2 separate regions of the Mus musculus genome follow, and region 2 is linked to region 1. Evidence: chromatin contacts called from public HiChIP or PLAC-seq data. All regions are on one chromosome and are shown on one strand. Each heading gives the region's core, a stretch centred on a gene start, on an enhancer-like site or on the middle of the called end of the contact. The rest is flanking DNA. Distances are from core to core; before and after follow the strand shown. Region 1 overlaps Gm12930 (a long non-coding RNA gene). Region 2 holds the start of Gnl2 (guanine nucleotide binding protein-like 2 (nucleolar)).

Region 1 (5,895 bases), core at 1,215-3,714:
CGCTCAAGGTAAGAGTGGCTGCCCATTGGTGGGAGGTGGGCTCAGAACCAGCTCAGGCCCCAACATTTGCCAACTATAAGAGGATCCAGGAGGCTCCACATGCTGTACAAGGGGCGTGGCTTCTTTATGCTGCCCCTGCCTGGCTGTGCCCTCAGCTAAAGTTCTTTGCCATTCCAAGGCTCAAATGCTTTTATAATAAAAATAAATACAAAAGGACTTTATCATTTAGAAGATTAAAATAATCTATGGGAACAAGAAAGGGTCTTAAATGCACAAAGTATTTTGCCAGTGGGGTGAGGAGGGGTGGGGGCTCATTTTGCTGGTCTCTGTATCCATCTATCCTGAAATGTAGAAAAGGATGGAGCTAGGCCCTCCCCTACTGTGCTGTTCTACAGCAGGAAGTGCTGCCTCCTCTCTAGTAACAGTGCCTTCCTCTCTGCATAGTCACTGCTGTCTAACAAGATTCTAGATGCCAGCCCAGGGGCTCTTCAAGGTGATGTGTTGCCTGGCCACAGAGTAGTCTGATACCCAGTGCAGGCCCTGGCATCCAGCAGAATCCAGTAGGGAGCTGGGAAGCTGTTTTTTTTTTTTTCTCTCTCTCTATCCCACTGTTTGGTCCCCTCTTTCTTCTTCTGCCTGTAGCACTAGACAAAGGCTACCCAAGAAAGGGTTGGTCCAGTTGTGTGTGTGTGTGTGGGGGGGGTGCATTTCCAACTGCCCAGTGGGCAGCAGTGACTTGGATGGGCAGGTAGGGAGGCCTCTCTGTTACTCTGAGCAGAGGCTGGGCAGTGCTAGGGTCAATCAGCCTGCCTGCGAGGTCACTCTCTGCTTTCCCATTTCTGCTGAAGGAGAGATAAATCCTATCTCAGGCGATCAGTGAAGGCCTTGGTCCCTGGCTCCCATTTTTCTTCCTGCCCTCTCCCTAAGACTTGCCTTCATTTATCTTATCTGTGAGCTTCTTCCTGAGTTACTCTATCCAATACCGCTATCTATAGACTGGCTGTGCAAGCCCAGACAGGTGGTCTAACTTCTCTACCTCTAGGGTTCCTATCTTCTTCTTCTTCTTTTAAAGATTGATTTATTTATTTTATGCATATGAGTACACCACCATTGCTCTATTCAGACAAACCAGAAGAGGGCATCAGACCCCATTACAGATGGTTGTGAGCCACCATGTGGTTGCTGGGAATTGAACTTGACCTCTGGAAGAGCAGTCAGTGCTCTTAACCGCTGAGCCATCTCTCCAGCCCCTAGGTTTCCTACCTTTAAAAGTGTTGCTCTAAGGCCTTAGCAGGCAATAGATTGACACGGAATGTGGCACTTTGTAAACTCTGCAAACAATAACTTGTTACAATTACCCCCTCTTAATCCCGGGAACTGAGCACCAAGGGCCTAAGAGCATGGCTGTGCATGCTTTGTCCTGGACACAGCTCCCCAATCCTTCCTTTTCCTCCTCATTGGGTAAGAAAACCGTGGGTTCTGGCAGAGTAGAGATTCTAGACAGCTGAGAGTAATGGATGACTGTACCCAAACAGTCTTGGGGCCCACAGCCTCCCCAGGCAGACAGGAGCCAAGAGCACGTTCCTGGGTTGGGAAATGATCTTAACTACCTGGGCAGTAGGTAGACTTGGCTTCAGGTTTGGTGTGAGGAGTTGGAAGCATCTTTCCCAGCCTGATGCTTCTGCTTCAGGTTCATATCAGTTGACGAGCAGCTGGACCTCCTTGCCGTGGCCCCGGAAAAGCCCTCATCTCTCACCTATTACTAGCGACTGGCTCCCCTCTTCTTGGTTCTCCCAAAAGTCATACAAGGGCGTTGACCCAGGATAGTCTTCTGCTCTGACTTGCCTCTCGCTCTCTGAGTGAGCCACCTTTGGGGACTGAGACTGGAGACTCTCAAGAGATGCTGCACAGCCAGTTTGTGCTGGTGCATGCCCTTAATCCCATTAATCCCAGACTCAGGAGGCAGAGGCAGGCAGAGTTTGAGGCCTGGTCTATAGAGCAAGTTCCAGGTCAGCCAGGGCTACAAAGAAAGACACTGTCTCAATCAATCAATCAATCAATCAAACATGAGAGAAGGAGAGAGGGAGGGAGGGAGGGAGGGAGGGAGGGAGGGAGGGAGGGAGGGAGGGAGGGAGAGAGAGAGAGAGGGAGGGAGAGAGAGAGAGATGCAGTGGAACCTGCCCTCCATCTTGCCAATGCCTTTATCTCAAGGGCCAGTGTGAACAATGCTAAGACTCTGTGTATGCTCTGGGGTTCTCTCTGACAGGGACCAACAGAACACCTCAGCAACAGGTGCTTTGAGGGTCAGGATGGGGGTGGTCGGAGGCCTAGCCTCCTCCGCGGATGGCCTCCTGGAAGACTGGCTTGGATATAGCTAGGCAGGGGGCAGTGCTGCCTGACCTCTTGTGAGTCCAGAGGCTGCCGTCCTGTGATTGATTCTCTCGGATCTCCTGGGAAAGCCTCAGGTCTGGGTAAGGGGAGGAGTCTGCAGGGCCCATATTCAGGGGCGGATTAGCCAGGAGAACTGCTCCCACCAGCAGGGAGGGGAGAGATAAAGGCTGGGAGCTGGAGAAGGGGGGCCCAACACCGAGACATTCCCTCCCCTGACCTTAGGCCCACACAGAGCCCTGTCTGTGGTGGGGGAGGGAGCCGCCCCCTTTCCCAGGGTACTGGCCTGCCTTGTAGCCCAGGACTTTCTCAGGCCCTTTATTAAATTTCTCAGGAGCTAGAGGGGAGGTTATCCCTCCCCCTTGTCCCTGAGCTCCCCTCCTTTTGTCTCCCTCCCCAGGAGGGTCTGGAAGGAGCTTTTCTCATTATTGTGGTTATTAAAAATAAATGAGAGAGACAGAGACACAGGGAGAGAGACCAAAGGAGAGAGAGGCAGGCAAGGATACAAAGAAAGACAGAAGGAGCTGGGAAGAAGGGGGCAGAGGAGGCAGATATGGAGACATGGAAGAAACAGAGGGTATGCCTCGGAGTATGTGGGGCTTTAAATCCTGTGGCTGCCTTGAACGCAGTACCTGGTAAGGAGTATGGCTGCATCATCGAAGTAGTAACAGCTACCTACAGCATAGAATCACTGCACCTTCTTTTGTAGTACCACTGTGAAGCACTCTTGTTGCTAACATTGGACTAACACTGCTGGGTGCTAAAGACTTGGCTTTGTTTATGGAGGCAAACCACCTCCATGTTAGATACACGAGAGTCAGGCAGACACAGGCAGGGAATGTGATGTGCAAGAGAACTTGGAGTCCCTGGGGATGCCTGTGACAAGGTATCAGGATGTATGTCTCATGGAATGACTATTTCCAGGGCCCAGCTCTCCTCTTCCTTGGTCATCACCTCACTTTTGTGGATCAATTCTTGACAACCCAATAGGGAAAGACAAACAACAAAATCATGCCAACAAGCCATGAGAGATCACTTCTGTGGACATCTCTGTTCTCTAGTTTCTTATCTTTAAAGTGCAGATAGCAGCTTATTCCTGTAATCTCAGCACTTGAGATGTAGAGGCAGGAGGATTACCTTGAGTTCCAGCCCTGCTTGGGTTACAGTGTCTGTCTCAAGAAACAGGGGTGTGGGAGAGAGTGAGTGAGAGAGAGAGTAAGAGAAAGAGGGGGAAGAGAAGAAGGAGAGAAGGAGGAGGAAGAGAAAGAGGAAGAGGAAGAAGAGGAGCGAGAGGAAGAAGAGGAAGAAGAAGGAGAGGAAGAAGAAGAGGAGGAGGAAGAAGAGAGGTCAAAAGAGAAATCTGCTACCTCCCACATTGCTCTGAGGCCATGGGTAATACGCATCTTAACACAGTACTAGTACCCAGGTCTTAGCTGTGCAGTTCCAGACCACCTGATTCCATTAATTTAGCAGTTTGTTTTTGAAACAGGGTCTTACTATGTGGCTCTGGTTGTTCTGGAACTCACTATGTAGACCAGGCTGGCCTCAAACTTATTTATTTTGAGACAGGGTCTTACTAGGAAGCCCCGATTGGCCCAGAACTTGCTATGTCTCCATCAACCTATCTTTAGATTTCACAAGAAATCTAAAAAGATTTGAAGAAGTTGAGCATGAACTTGAACAAGAACAGGCAAACCAACCCTGCACCAAAATTGCTATGAATTTTTGAAGAGCCAAAGGACTTATATAATTCACCTTAGTTTTTATTTTGGTTTGCTGTTTTATCTTTAATAACTTTTTAAAAAGACTTATTTTTATTTTATGTGTCTGAGTGTTTTGCCTCCCCTATGTCTATGCACCACATATGTACTTGGTGCCCCCCTAAGGCCAAAAGAGGCCTCAGGTCCTGTAGAGCTGGAGTCACAGATGGTTATGAGCCACCATGTGAATGATGAGACCCAAGCCCAGGTCCTCAGAAAGAGCAACATGTACTCCTAATTGCCAAACTATTTCTCCAGTATCCCCCTCCCTCACCCAACACACACACACACACACACACACACACACACACACACACACACACTCCGAATCAGGGTCTCACGATGTAGTTCTAGATGGCTTGAAATACTAAGTAGACCAGGCTGGCCTCAAACTCACCTAGATCTACCTGCCTCTGCCTCCTTAGTGCTGAGTTTAAAGGTGTGCACCACCATACCTGGCTTGAATAGCTTCTTTTAAGGAATAAAATTCAGGGCTGGGAGAGATGGCTCAGTGGTTAAGAGCACTGGCTGCTCTTCCAGAGGACCTAGATTCAATTCCCAGCACTCATATGGCAGCTCACAGCTGTGTGTAACTCCTGTTCCAGGAGATCAGACAGCCTCACACAGAGACATACATGCAGTCAAATCACCAATGTACATAAAACATAAGTAAGTACAAAGGAGTATAATTCATTCATGAAACTTCTCAAAGTATATGAGTCACTGATTTTTAGTGAATCCTGGAGCCATGCAACCATATCATGGTATGATTTGAAACATCCTTATCAGTGCCCAAACCCACGGGCAGTCAGTTCCCATCCCGATCCCCAGCCACTGATTCTGGGTCTGGCTTCTGTCCTCAAGCATGATGTCCGGAGGGTCAGCACACCTCATCCCTGTGCACTGCACTCTTACTGAACTTGATAGATGCACCATGTGATGTTCTTCTACCAATCAGTGGCTCTTTGGGTTGTTCTCTCCGTGCTTTAAGGCTTAAATGAGAGCACGGGGCGTGGCTCGGTGGTGGCCCTCTTGCCTAGGATGCGCAAGGCCCTCAGTTCAGTTCTTCAAATGGAGGAAGGAAACAAAAGGGTTGCATATGACACAAAGGGAAAGCTGTAAGATTAGTGAGTGTCTGGTCATCTTAAATGGATTTAGGGGAGAGGACTCCTTGGTGGGCATAGTCTGGAGTGGGTAGCATCACTTTCTACCCTGAGAATCCTGCAAAGGGATTGAGAAGGGCAGGCAGGTGGACTGGTTGGTGGAGCTCACATGCAGTAAATGAGGAGTGGGGAAGGAAGCCCAGGACTTGGCCTCAGCCTTACAGCTTCCAAACTGTTCTCCACTCAGAGTAAGAGAGAAGGTTGTGACTTAACAATGGCCTGCCCTGAGGTTTAGGGAGCATGAGGGGAAAACTGAGGGTCCCACAGACTGTCTTCTCTCAGCACCAGCTAGGACTTATAGGACACGCTGCGTCTGCTGGCCTGTGCTGGCATTAGCTCAGACGCGCCAGTGTTTTTCCCTTCCATGACATCCCACAGAGCCTCCTCATGTGGCGTACTTACTATGTCCAGGGCTGGCATGGGTACCCTACTACCCTTTTATGGGCACCCTCGGGTGTGAGAGTGACGTCATGAAGACTCAGAAAGGTTCAGCAACTTGCCCAAGATCCTGATGTTCCTGTGCAAATGGAAGAGCTTGCCTTCCTGCGTCTCCATGGGTTGGATTCCAAAGGCCACTCTTCCTC
Region 2 (5,297 bases), core at 379-2,878, 65 kb after region 1:
TAATGTCTCAGAGGGCTGTGGTGGCACACCGCCACACTGGAAGTGGCACACACTTTAATCCCAGCACTCTGGAGGCCAGCATGGACTACAGAGTGAGTTCCAGGGCAGCTAGGGCTACAAAAAGGAACCCTATCTCAAAACACAAGCAAACAAACAAACAAAAAGATAATGTCTTTTTCTACAGTTTGGCTTGTATCTTCCTATATAGCCCAGGCTAGACTAGCCTTGAACTCACGGCAGATAGTCTAACCTCAAATGCTGAGGTTAGAGGCTCATGCCAACACACTCAGCTTTGTTACGTTCTGGGGACACGGAGGTGAATAACGTACCTGATTTCCATTTTCCTAAGCTTATGGCCTAGACCCAAGAAAGCAGCCAATGCTCTTGTGAACAGAGTCATTTCGGGTAGTGGCATGTGCCGTGAAGTGAGGTGGGATGGAATAACAGGAAGAGAGTGGCTGACTTAAATCAGTAACTCAGCAAATACTTCTGCCAAAGGAGCTGCTGCCAGATAGATCAAGAGAATGTAGTTCCATTTAAAAACAAGTGAACAGTGAAAAAAATCTTTTGGTGTAGGGTCTCTCTATGTAGCTCAAGCTGGATTTGAACTTGTGACAATCCTCCTGCCTTAGCCTCTCAAGTATATCATGTTTCCTTAGATCCTTTAAGTTATCCTAAACGATGATTGGAATATAAGCTAGAAAGTGTGTTTATTTATTTTTAACCTGAAATTCAAATTTCACTGTCTTGTATTTTTTTTCTTGATGTTCTCCTCCCCCCCTCCTGCTTCCCCCTCCTCCTCCTCCTCCCCCTCCTCCTGCTCCTACTCCTACTCCTCCACCTTCTTGGAGACAAGTCATGCTATATAATGTGGACAAGTCTGGAACTCCTTCCTCTGCCTTTTGAGCATTGGTATTATAGGTGTGTGTCACCATGCTGATGAATTTGCTAGTGTTTGCAATCCTATGGATAGAGGATATTTGAGCAGGAACTGACCAGAAGGAACCAGCGATGCCGATTCAGGGAATGTGTGATCAAACAGAGCAACATTCAGTGTAAATGTCAGAAGAGGGAGAAATGAGGTCAGAGGAACGGAGCCAGATCACAAGTTTTGTAGGGATTGGAAGGAGTTTGAATCTGTCTCTCTTTGCGATAATAAACCATTGGAGAATTTAAAATCTCTCTCTCTCTCTCTCTCTGTCTCTCTCTCTCTCTCTCTCTCTCTCTCTCTGTCTCTCTCTCTGTCTCTCTGTCTCTCTCTCTTTCTTTCAAGCTGAGGCTTGAATCCAAAGTCTGTTGTTACTAAAAACTGCTCTACTCCAGCCTAAAATTTAAAGGCAGGTATGACCTGTTCTGATATTTGCCCGCTCTTGCTGGAACACTTTTAGAAAGGTTCAGAGGGCAAATTCCCATCAGCTCATGCACTGGGCCGAGAACAGGCTTCTCTCTTTTTCTCTTTCTCTCTTTTTCTCACTAAACCCAGGACTGCCCGGTGCCCTGGACGTTGCTATGGAAGGGACGCTTGACGGTTGCTAGACCCGGGGGAGGCGGGAGCAGGACAGAGGCGGAGCCGGGTCAGCCTTAGGCAAGCGCCGCGCGCTCTCAGGAAGTCGCGTAGCGCGAGCGGAAGTGACGTCGCGCGTGTTCAGGGTCCAACGTGCTTCACACAGGACGCTTTCCCGGCTGGGAAGTCGTGAAGTGGTTTACCTCGCGAGTAGCAGAGCGGTGTCGGTACTGTCGTCAGGATGGTGAAGCCCAAGTACAAAGGACGGAGCACCATCAACCGCTCGGCGGCCAGCACCAACCCAGGTACGGCGGACCGGGCGGGACCAGGCCGCAGGAGCCGTCGGGGACGGAGGAAGGCCCGTTCCGGCCTGGGCGGCGGACCCGAGGTCTAGGCACCTGCTCTAAAGTTGGGGGATGAGTCACGCCAGCCTCTGGCAGCCCCGAGGCCTCTCAGGAGGAGGTGTAGAGAAAGGCAAGTTAAAAGTGGGCTAGGGTCCTGGAGTCCTGGCACATGCCTGTCATCCCAGCACTTAGGAAGCTGAGGCAGAGGGGATCACGAGTTAGTGGCTATCTGGACTACAGGGTACAGACTGAAGACACAGAGTGGAGTAGGTTGGCCCAGGTGGCATTTTACCCTTAACCATAGCATTCGTGCCACCTTAGCTTTGACCGTGGAATCAGACCATGCATAAGCAACACTTCAGGTAAATATAGTGATTTCAATAGAGGTGGTTTTGAGATACGAGAAATTCCCATCTACAGGGCAAACAAAACAGGCTTTCGAGGAGTCCCTCCCACTTTGATTTAGCTACTAAAACTGTGTTTAAATATGGGTTAGTCATAGAGGGGCTTGGTGACGCATCCCTGTAGTTCCCAATACTGGGAAGGCAGGACAGACAGATCTCTTGTGAATTCGAGGCCAGCCTGGTCTGCATAGTGAGACTGTCTCAAACTGGTGGGGGGAAAAATTAGGTATACTCTTGTCTCCGTAAGGCTGCAAGGATAGCTGACTTCTGTATCTCCTTGTAATTTGCATAATTAGGGTTTTGATTAGATTTTTTTAAAAAAATGATGAAAACACTCAGAGACTGGAGAGAACATGGGGAGAATAAGAGCTCACTCGTACTGCTGTTGCAGGAGGACCAGAGTTCAATTCCAGTTCAATCAGCTCTCACCTACCTGGAAGTTCAACTCCAAGGGGAATCTGATACCTCTGGCCTTCAAGGCATCTACCCACATATATCCGTATAATGTTTAGTACTGTGTATGTAGCAGTACTAAAGGAGAACATGCAGGAAAGTTGCTGCGTTACTTTGTGATCTTTTATAACTGTATTAAGTCACATAATACCATGCATTTGGAAGATTCACTTGGGATTGGTTGGTGATTAGTGTGATGATGTTTCTAAGCAGGGGTTAAGTTTATCAACAGCTGAAAAATGTAGACGGAAACCTTGAGGGTTGGTAGGAAGAGGGACTCAGGAAAAGGATAGGTAGCCAGATGTGTGTGGGCCGACTTCTCAGGAGAGCCCTCCAGGGGTTTAGTTTGATTTTGGGTTCTCTCTTAAAATTTAGAGTGGGAGGGGCTGGAGAGATGGCTCAGGGGTTAAGAACGCTGGCTGTTCTTGCAGGGGACCTGCAGTGATTCCCAGCACCCATGATACAGACGACCATCTATCTGTAACTCCAGTTCCAAGAGATCTGCCACCCACTTCTGGCCTTCACTGACACGCTGTGTGTGTTTAGTGCAGAGACATGTGGGCAGGATATGGTATTACATATTATACTTACATATGAAGTATAAATAAATAAAATTATTAAAAATTTAGGACAAGAGAATTAGTTATGAATTCACAAAGAGGGTTTCTAGATATGCTGCTTCTAACCTCAGAAGCTGTGGGAATCAGTCCTATAAGCCATGATTTGTGTGAAATTTAACCCAACTTTTAGAACCCATCATCATCTCTTGAAAGTTAAGACAGGTGGTGGCTCACATCTTTAATCCCAGTACCTGGGAGGCAGAGGCAGGTGGATCTCAGTGAGTTTGAGGCCAGCCTGGTCTACAGAGTGAGTTCCAGGACAGCCAGGGCTACACAGAGAAACCCTATCTTGAAAAACCAAACCAAAAAAAAAAAAGACTAAAAATATTTTCTTTTTAAAAATATTTATTTACTTTATATTTGAGTTTTGCCTACATAATATGTACACTCTGTTTGCTCCTATAGATGGTTGTGAGCCACCTTGTAGGTGCTGGGAATTAAACCCAGGTCCTCTGCAAAAATAGCAAGTTCTCTTAACTGCCAAACCATCTCTCTGGCCTACTCCTTTAATTTATTTTTAGATAGGGTCTCAGTTTGTTGCCTCTGACTCAACGTTTGGCCAAGGATATCTTCTAGCTTTTTTTTTTTTTTTTTTAAGATTTATTTTATATATATGAGTACACTGTAGCTTCTTCAGACACACCAAAAGAGGACATCAGATTCCATTACAGATGGTTGCAAGCCACCATGTGGTTGCTGGGAATTGAACTCAGGACCTACTGGAAAAGCAGTCAGTGCTCTTAATCACCGAGCCATCTCTCTAGTCCCTGTTTTCTAACTTCTAATCCTTGCTTCTAGTGCTGGAATTAGTGGCTGTGCCACAATGGCTGGTTTGTGCAGTGCTAGGGATCACACACAGGGCTTTGGAGTGCTAGGCAAGCATTCTACCCATTTAACTACATGGCTATTGTGGACATAGTAGTGGTTACACTTTTTAAAGATGGATATTGATTTTATGTAACCAATGTAGATTATGACTAAGGATTAAAAATTAAATGGCAGCCAGACATGGTGATGCACACATATTCCCTATTTTTAGAGAAATAAAAGCACCAGAAGTCTAAAAATTCAGTTTGTATAAGACTGAATGAGAACCTTAATGTTTGATATTCCAAAGTCCCTTTTACTTTCTTCATTCTGGAGCAAGGCAAGTTAAATGAGAAGAATAGCATTCCTATATGTCAGAATCTTGAGTTACGAGTTGTCTAGATGAATGTGCCTGAGTGTGCTGTAAAGTTGCCATGTGGGGCTCTTTATGCTGCTGCTCAGGATGGTCCTTGAAGTCCTTATTTAAGAAAGGGTTCAGAAGCCAGGCAGCGGTGGCGCACGCCTTTAATCCCAGCACTTGGGAGCAGAGACAGGAGGATTTCTGAGTTTGAGGTCAGCCAGGGCTACACAGAAAAACCCTGTCTACCAAAGAAAAGGGGGGGGGGTGTTCGGAGCTGTGCATGATGGCACATATCTTTTATCCCAGGAGCCAGAGGCAGATCTCTTGATATTGAAGTCAATCTGCTCTACAGAGTGAGTTCTAGAACAGCCAGGGCTACACAGAGAAACCTTGTCTTGAAAAACCAAAAAGGAGAGAGAGGTGGAGAAATATGAGGGGGATAGGGTGGGGTCTGTAGTACACTGCTTTATTTCCTCATGTCAAGACATAAGAGGCAGGCTAATCTATATGAGTTTAAGACCAGCTGGGGCTACATAGTGAGACCTTGTCTCAAGCATCACAATAAAAAGGACAGATGGCCTGGAGAGTGCGTGCTAACTCCAGGATGTTTCTTTAAAGATTTACTCTGTGTAGTTCCTGCGCCCCCCTCCCCCAAATCTCTTTTTTATTCGGTTTTGCCAATTTTGTAACTATTTTTTAAGATTCAAAAAATTTATTTTATATGTATTTGTGTTTACATGCACGTATATATGTGTACCACTGTATGTGCTTGGTGTCTACAGAAGCAAGAAAAGGATGTTAGAT

Evidence for each region. HiChIP or PLAC-seq counts read pairs in DNA pulled down with a chosen protein or histone mark.
Region 2: an H3K4me3 HiChIP or PLAC-seq map of neural tube shows a contact between it and region 1, with 2.5 times the contacts expected there. The contact joins the promoter of Gnl2 here to the enhancer-like site in region 1. A contact is called at or near these places in 1 of 39 promoter capture datasets (neural stem cells), 36 of 484 Hi-C or Micro-C datasets (the 63-12 cell line, CD4 T cells, the CH12 cell line and 21 more), 22 of 115 datasets of contacts at active chromatin or transcription factors (the 230-238 cell line, the HPC-7 cell line, VIP interneurons and 14 more) and 4 of 9 other capture datasets (adipose tissue, liver, macrophages and 1 more).

What each region holds. Positions count from the first base shown.
Region 1 is chr4:124,962,852-124,968,746 of GRCm38.p6, forward strand. All of the region lies in intron 1 of Gm12930 (a long non-coding RNA gene), which reads right to left. It overlaps Gm32371 (a long non-coding RNA gene), which reads right to left. Exons shown (of 5, transcript XR_376649.3): 5 at 4,787-5,213. Among named protein-coding and RNA genes, the nearest start is that of Gm32371, 8.0 kb to the right of the region's middle. Within about 2 kb of position 2,465, at least 23 of the 459 cell types and tissues checked have an H3K27ac peak or open chromatin away from gene starts, as enhancers often do. A contact at or near this core is called in epiblast stem cells and neural tube, where this site is marked.
Region 2 is chr4:125,028,386-125,033,682 of GRCm38.p6, forward strand. Gnl2 (guanine nucleotide binding protein-like 2 (nucleolar)) reads left to right here and starts at 1,629. Exons shown (of 16, transcript NM_145552.2): 1 at 1,629-1,809. The coding sequence starts at 1,746.